Regions from separate parts of the Bos taurus genome. Here region 2 is linked to region 1. The links are chromatin contacts, called in public Hi-C maps. All regions are on one chromosome and are shown on one strand. Each heading gives the region's core, a stretch centred on a gene start, on an enhancer-like site or on the middle of the called end of the contact. The rest is flanking DNA. Distances are from core to core; before and after follow the strand shown.

Region 1 (2,764 bases), core at 9-2,508:
CACCAACTCCCACAAACAGTATCTTAAGTGAAGCCAGAGATACAGAGAAAACTTGACACATTGAGAAGAAGTGTGGTACTGGATGGGAGGCCAACTGAGTTTTGTGGGGGAAGGACAGGGAGTGAGGAGGGGGCCAGTAGTGGCAGACCTCAGAAATCACTTGCAAATATTCAGTCTGAGAGCCAAACCGTGAGTGGAGCCAGCTGTCAGAAGGACTGAACTAGTATGTGAGTACTGGAAGAGGCAGGGAGGGAAGATGTGTTAAGTGCCTAAAAGATCCAGAGGAGATGTCTTTCAGAAAGCAAGTTAGGGGATCTCCTTGAAGACAAGAGTTTTGTCACTTAATGGAGCACATGAAGCAATCAAGGGTGCTCAGCTGGCACAGAACTTCTGAACAGGGCCTCATCCCAGAGAGGAACCATGTCTACACTTTTAAGCAGACAATTCATTGTAGCCACAGAGAAGGGAGGTAAGAAACCCTGACAGGTTCTTTCCCCTTCATCCTCCTGCTGGTACTTGGTCTAGAAAAAACCAACCATTTCAAATATGAATAAACAGAAAGATGTAAGCACAGCATTTGTACCAAGACACTGTAATTAAAAATAAGAAAGACAGCAAAACTTACCCAGAGTTTCCCCGGAGAAAACTCACAAGAAAATGTTCCCATAAAGCAGTTGAAAATAATACACTGACATTCCAATGTAAATTTTAAAAATCTAATGAAGCAAATGCAGCTAAGAAATGTAAGAATTCAGGGAAGAGCTGTCCCTAAAGTGAAACAGAAATTGGTAGAATTTAGGAAACAGAAAAAAAAATTTTTTCCCCCCAGAAATGAAGGTTACATTAAAGGAACACAACTGAGTCAGGATACCACAGGAAGCACATTAAGGAACAGAGATTAGAGATGAGAAACGCAGGGACTTCCCTGGCGGTCCAATGGTTAAGACTCCACGCTTCCAAAGCAGGGGACGCGGCTTCGATCTTTGGTCAGAGAACTAAGATACCGTATGTCACGGTGCCAAAAAAAAAAAAAAAAGCAAACGAAAAGATAATTAAGAACAAATGACAGAAAGTGATGACAGGCAGAGGAAATCCAACATACAACTGGAGTTGCCAGAGAAAACCAAAGCAGTGGAATAGTACAAATATTTATGAATATAATTCAGGAAAACAAGAAATATTAGCTTGGTGCATGTACTTGGCTCAGGGAATGTTTCTTTTCTTACACAATGTTTTCCCTGGCTTGTCTCTTCCCATTTGCCTGATTTTCCAGTATTTAGTCTTTTCACATTCTCCATAGTTCTGTGAAGCTTCTCATAATACACAGCTCGACCTCTAGAGAGCCTTAAGTCTGGCCTGCTGACCATCAATCTGGATTGGCTGCCAGGTCTCTTCACAACCGTAATCCTAGGACTTCCTATTATCTCACTCCTGTTTGATCCTGTTTCTAGATACTACATTGTATTTTTTTCCATGACTTGTTCTGATGGAGTTTATCCAGTTTTTCCCTGAGAATCAGTCTTCTATGAACTTACATATCTAGTCTTTATTCTATTGTGACCCATGACCATAATTCATTTACACTTCTAAAGATAGTGCCCCACTGATTCCTAGGTTCAATGTTGTCATTGGGTATTTTTCTTAATCCTTTTTCTATCTGGTAAATTTTAGGATGGGCCCCTTACAGGCCTGGCATCCTAAAATTTTATAGTGGTATGGCTTCACATGAATCTTTCCTATTTATTGTACAAACTCAACATTAGCCTTTCTTCAACCTTTAAACTCAAAAAATCATCAGGGAAATTTCCCTTTATTTAATAAATTCCACCCACTCGCCTATTTTCTGTTTTCTTCTTGGAACACTTATTGATTTTATATTATAAACCTCCTGAATTGATCCATATTTATTTTTTCTACTTTTGATTTCTGTTCTAGGACATCTCCTTGTCTTTTAATACTCCCACTGAATTTATTTATTCTCATTTCTTGTTGTGACATTTTATTAGGATTGTTCTAATTTCTTGAATACAGTGTGAGTTTTCAGATTCTTGAGAGCTGCTTTTTATTTAGCTCTACCTTTTGCAGTCAAAGTTTTTCTCAATTTCTGGTGACCTTTGGCTGACTTCATTGAAAAGTGAAGCACTAAAAACCTGTTTGGAAGGTTTGTGTACATGGGTAGGGCTTACTGGTCAACACACTCCACTCTAAGAGGATTGGTGGCCAGTTACTTTTTGGTTTTGTTGTTCAGTTGCTCAGTTGTGTCCGACTCTCTGCGACCCCATGGACTACAGCGTGCCAGGGTTCCCTGTCCTTCACCACCTCCTGGAGTTTGCTCAAACTCATGTCCACTGAGTCGGTGAGGACCTTCAAATATCAGCATGTGTCTTTTCCCTCCAGAGCAGCTTAGTATTTCCACAGTAGGAGCCTCTAAATCTTGCATGTTTAAGTATGGTTATTGGTCTTCTAGAGCTGAAAACAGATAAGCTAGGGATCTCATTTATCTAGTATATAAATCTGCTTAACTCCTACTTTCTGTGCAGTAACTCATTTAAGCATATTAACCCTGAGTCAAAAATCTACTTTTTCCTTTTTTAGGTGAATTACTATTAGAATAACTTCGGCCTCCAACTTCAGAGGCCATAGGGTAAAGTACTACTCAACTGAGACTCATTCATATACATTTTACTCAAGGTTCTTAAAATTTGTGGTTTTAGAGGTATGTTCTTCAAGTTCTAAACAGTCAAAATGTAGTCACTGGAAAAAA
Region 2 (2,700 bases), core at 184-2,683, 35 kb after region 1:
CATCCTAGTACTAAAGGGCACTAACATGAGATAAAATAGCAAAAAATTGTACTTATTTATTAAGAAAAGAGTGACTATATTTCTCATAGATTACATAACAAAACTATTTTTTGGCCCTAAAAAAATAATTGACTACATTGTATTTCATAACAACTATAATATGCAGAGTTGCAAAAAGAAACCTAAGAGTGTATTTTTTTTTAATGCAGAGGGTTCTCAAATTGCCAGTATTCGAAGAATAAAAATAAGAAAGCTACGTCAAAAATTGGGCTTTTTCTTATTTTCGAGAAGAGTAACAAAGGCAGGATCACCTCATCGGATAGTACTTCGAAAAACAAAGGAGAATGCCTGGGGCGGGGGGAAAGCTACGCTACAAAGAAATGATCCCAAACTAAAACCACTTAACACTACAAAAATTCAGAGGTGACTAAATATTTTAGTTAAGGTACTTATCAATTGTTGCTTTATTAAAAACTCCCCGCTCCTTCAACGACATGTCAATCACAAAAGTAGCAAGCGAAGATAAAAGAGCATTAAATCCACTTCCCCTCAGTTGATATATACCTCCGGGTGAGAGTTCCATTTTAAAAAAGCAGTTTCAAAATCCTTAGGGGTCCGATTTGGGGCTTTTTGATCGGGGATGGGGGGTTGCCACAGAAAAAGAGCCAAAGTTTAAGAAAAAACAATTGACTTTTTCCCAGTTGGCAACTGCGAGAATAAAGTTTACACCCCTGAAAATGAGTACACGGATTTTCAAGACAAAAATTCTTATCAATGAAAAGAAAATGAAAGGAAGAGTATCTGGAGAAAATCAAAGTAAAATGAAAGCGAGACGGTTGTAAAAATCAGAATAGGTTAATCAAGAAGCGGGGGAAGGGATGCAGGAGAGAAAGAAAGCATGGGACAAAAAGGCTCGCCGAGTTCTAAAAAGAGGTTTGAATGAAAGTCTCTTCTCCAGGCCGAAGGCCGCCGAGGGCCCGGGACGAGGCCAAAGGCCAGGCTGTAGGGGCAGTTAGGTGTACGGACTAATTTAGAGGCTGAGCCCCATCTCCTTCCATTTGGTTCTCACTGCCTGGGTGTCGGTCCCTAGACATCCAGGTGAGCGCCAGAGAGAGTAACCTTGATAACGCGGCGTCCACGGGGAACAATAGGCTGGGGAGCGGCGCAGAGCCGAAGGCTCGCTCCGGGACGATCACCATCCCGCCCCCCTCATCGCTGCCCCAGACTCACAGAGTCTTAGGCATTTCGTCCTCCATGGCTGCTGCTGTCGCGGCGGCGCCTCCAGGTCCAGCTCCCTACCCTTTACTACCTCACAAATCTTTTGACCAGCTATGGCTGAGGGGTAGCCGGGATTCTCGGCTGACCGGAGGTTACCCCGCCTCCTTCTTCGGCGGCAATTACACTCAACTGCCGGGCCCAGCGCGAACAATGAAGCCCCAATACAAGATGGCGGCGAGCCGGGAGCCTTGGAGCAGCCAGGGAAGTGACCCGGGCCGCGCAGGCGCAGAGAAATTTTGCACTTTCAACCTCCTGGCCGCCAGGCTGCACCTCAGTCCTTATATTCACTTGTTGCGCAGCCGTGCTTCCAACGACGCCAGGGGGTTGTCTCAGACTGCGCAGGCGTAAAGGTTAACTGTTTAATGACTTGAGTAAACATTTTTGAATTCCACCTCCAGATTCGAATGTGTCAACAGTGATTTATAGTAAAATATAAATCTTCATGGAAATGAAAAGTTGTGTTTCTAGAAGAAGAAAGACTCTAAAAATTACCCAAAGCGGGGACAAAAACGGTGTGCGCCGCCCGGGAATCGAACCCGGGTCGCAAGAATGGGAATCTTGCATGATACCACTACACCAGCGGCGCTCACGGAAGCTGGTTCTGCCGAAATACCTTAGGACCAAGTACACGAGGACGTTCGTTCCCAAATTAGGAAGATTTAGTCATTTAAAAATAAAAGTTTACCGAGAGTCTCCATAATCTGTTACTTTTCAGGTAAGAGATGATTTCTTTTCTTTCATTTTGGTACGGTTGAATGGATGTTCCTACTTTTTCTGTATGAAAAATCTCACTTAAAAAAAAATTTTTTTTTTTTTTTTGGAATTTAAAAGAGTTTCCGGGAGTTTGCTAGTAGTCCAGTATTTAGGACTCCACGCTTTCACTGCCGAAATCAGGTTTAAACTCTGGTTAAGTATTCCCCAAGTCACGCGGCGCAGCCGGAAAAAAAAGTAAGAGTTTCATTAAGAATTTGTCCTCTTGGTGTTAACCAAATTTTTGAGCCAGGAATATATTCCAGATCTTTGAGGAATTTTTCTTTATATTTGAATTTCCTTGGTATAATCAATGTACATTGGAAAATATTTAAGAAACAGTTATTAAATACAGATCAATCCAAGAGTTCTAAAACTGAAGGAATAAGAGGATATACAAATTTTTATCCTCTTCCAGGGAGGCAGAAAAATGTATGTCAGTATACTCATTACGCATTTTGTATTGCATTTTAAATTATGTAAAAAATTTTTTAAACATTGGGAAATGTACATGCCCAAAAATGTGATGTTTTCTTTGAAGTAGTTCATTTAGACTGCAGCATTTTTAGATAATCATTTTTGAAATTGAATTTAGACTCTGTGGTACATTGTTGGGATTTTATTCAAAGACATCAAGTAATAATATTTTGAGGGTGAACAATATAAATTTTT

The links. A called contact is a pair of places that touch in the nucleus more often than the background predicts.
Region 2: a contact with region 1 is called in a Hi-C map of liver, with 1.7 times the contacts expected there. The contact joins the promoter of TIA1 here to the enhancer-like site in region 1. A contact is called at or near these places in 3 of 11 Hi-C or Micro-C datasets (liver, skeletal muscle and an unstated tissue).

What each region holds. Positions count from the first base shown.
Region 1 is chr11:68,518,648-68,521,411 of ARS-UCD2.0, forward strand. It overlaps a transcript of TIA1 not described here. Among named protein-coding and RNA genes, the nearest start is that of C11H2orf42, 6.9 kb to the left of the region's middle. Within about 2 kb of position 1,259, at least 6 of the 102 cell types and tissues checked have an H3K27ac peak or open chromatin away from gene starts, as enhancers often do. A contact at or near this core is called in liver, where this site is marked.
Region 2 is chr11:68,553,470-68,556,169 of ARS-UCD2.0, forward strand. TIA1 (TIA1 cytotoxic granule associated RNA binding protein) reads right to left here and starts at 1,434. Exons shown (of 14, transcript NM_001076109.1): 1 at 1,231-1,434. The coding sequence starts at 1,256. It overlaps TRNAG-CCC (transfer RNA glycine (anticodon CCC)), which reads right to left and starts at 1,864; the gene lies at 1,794-1,864. It also overlaps a transcript of PCYOX1 not described here and the pseudogene LOC132346599.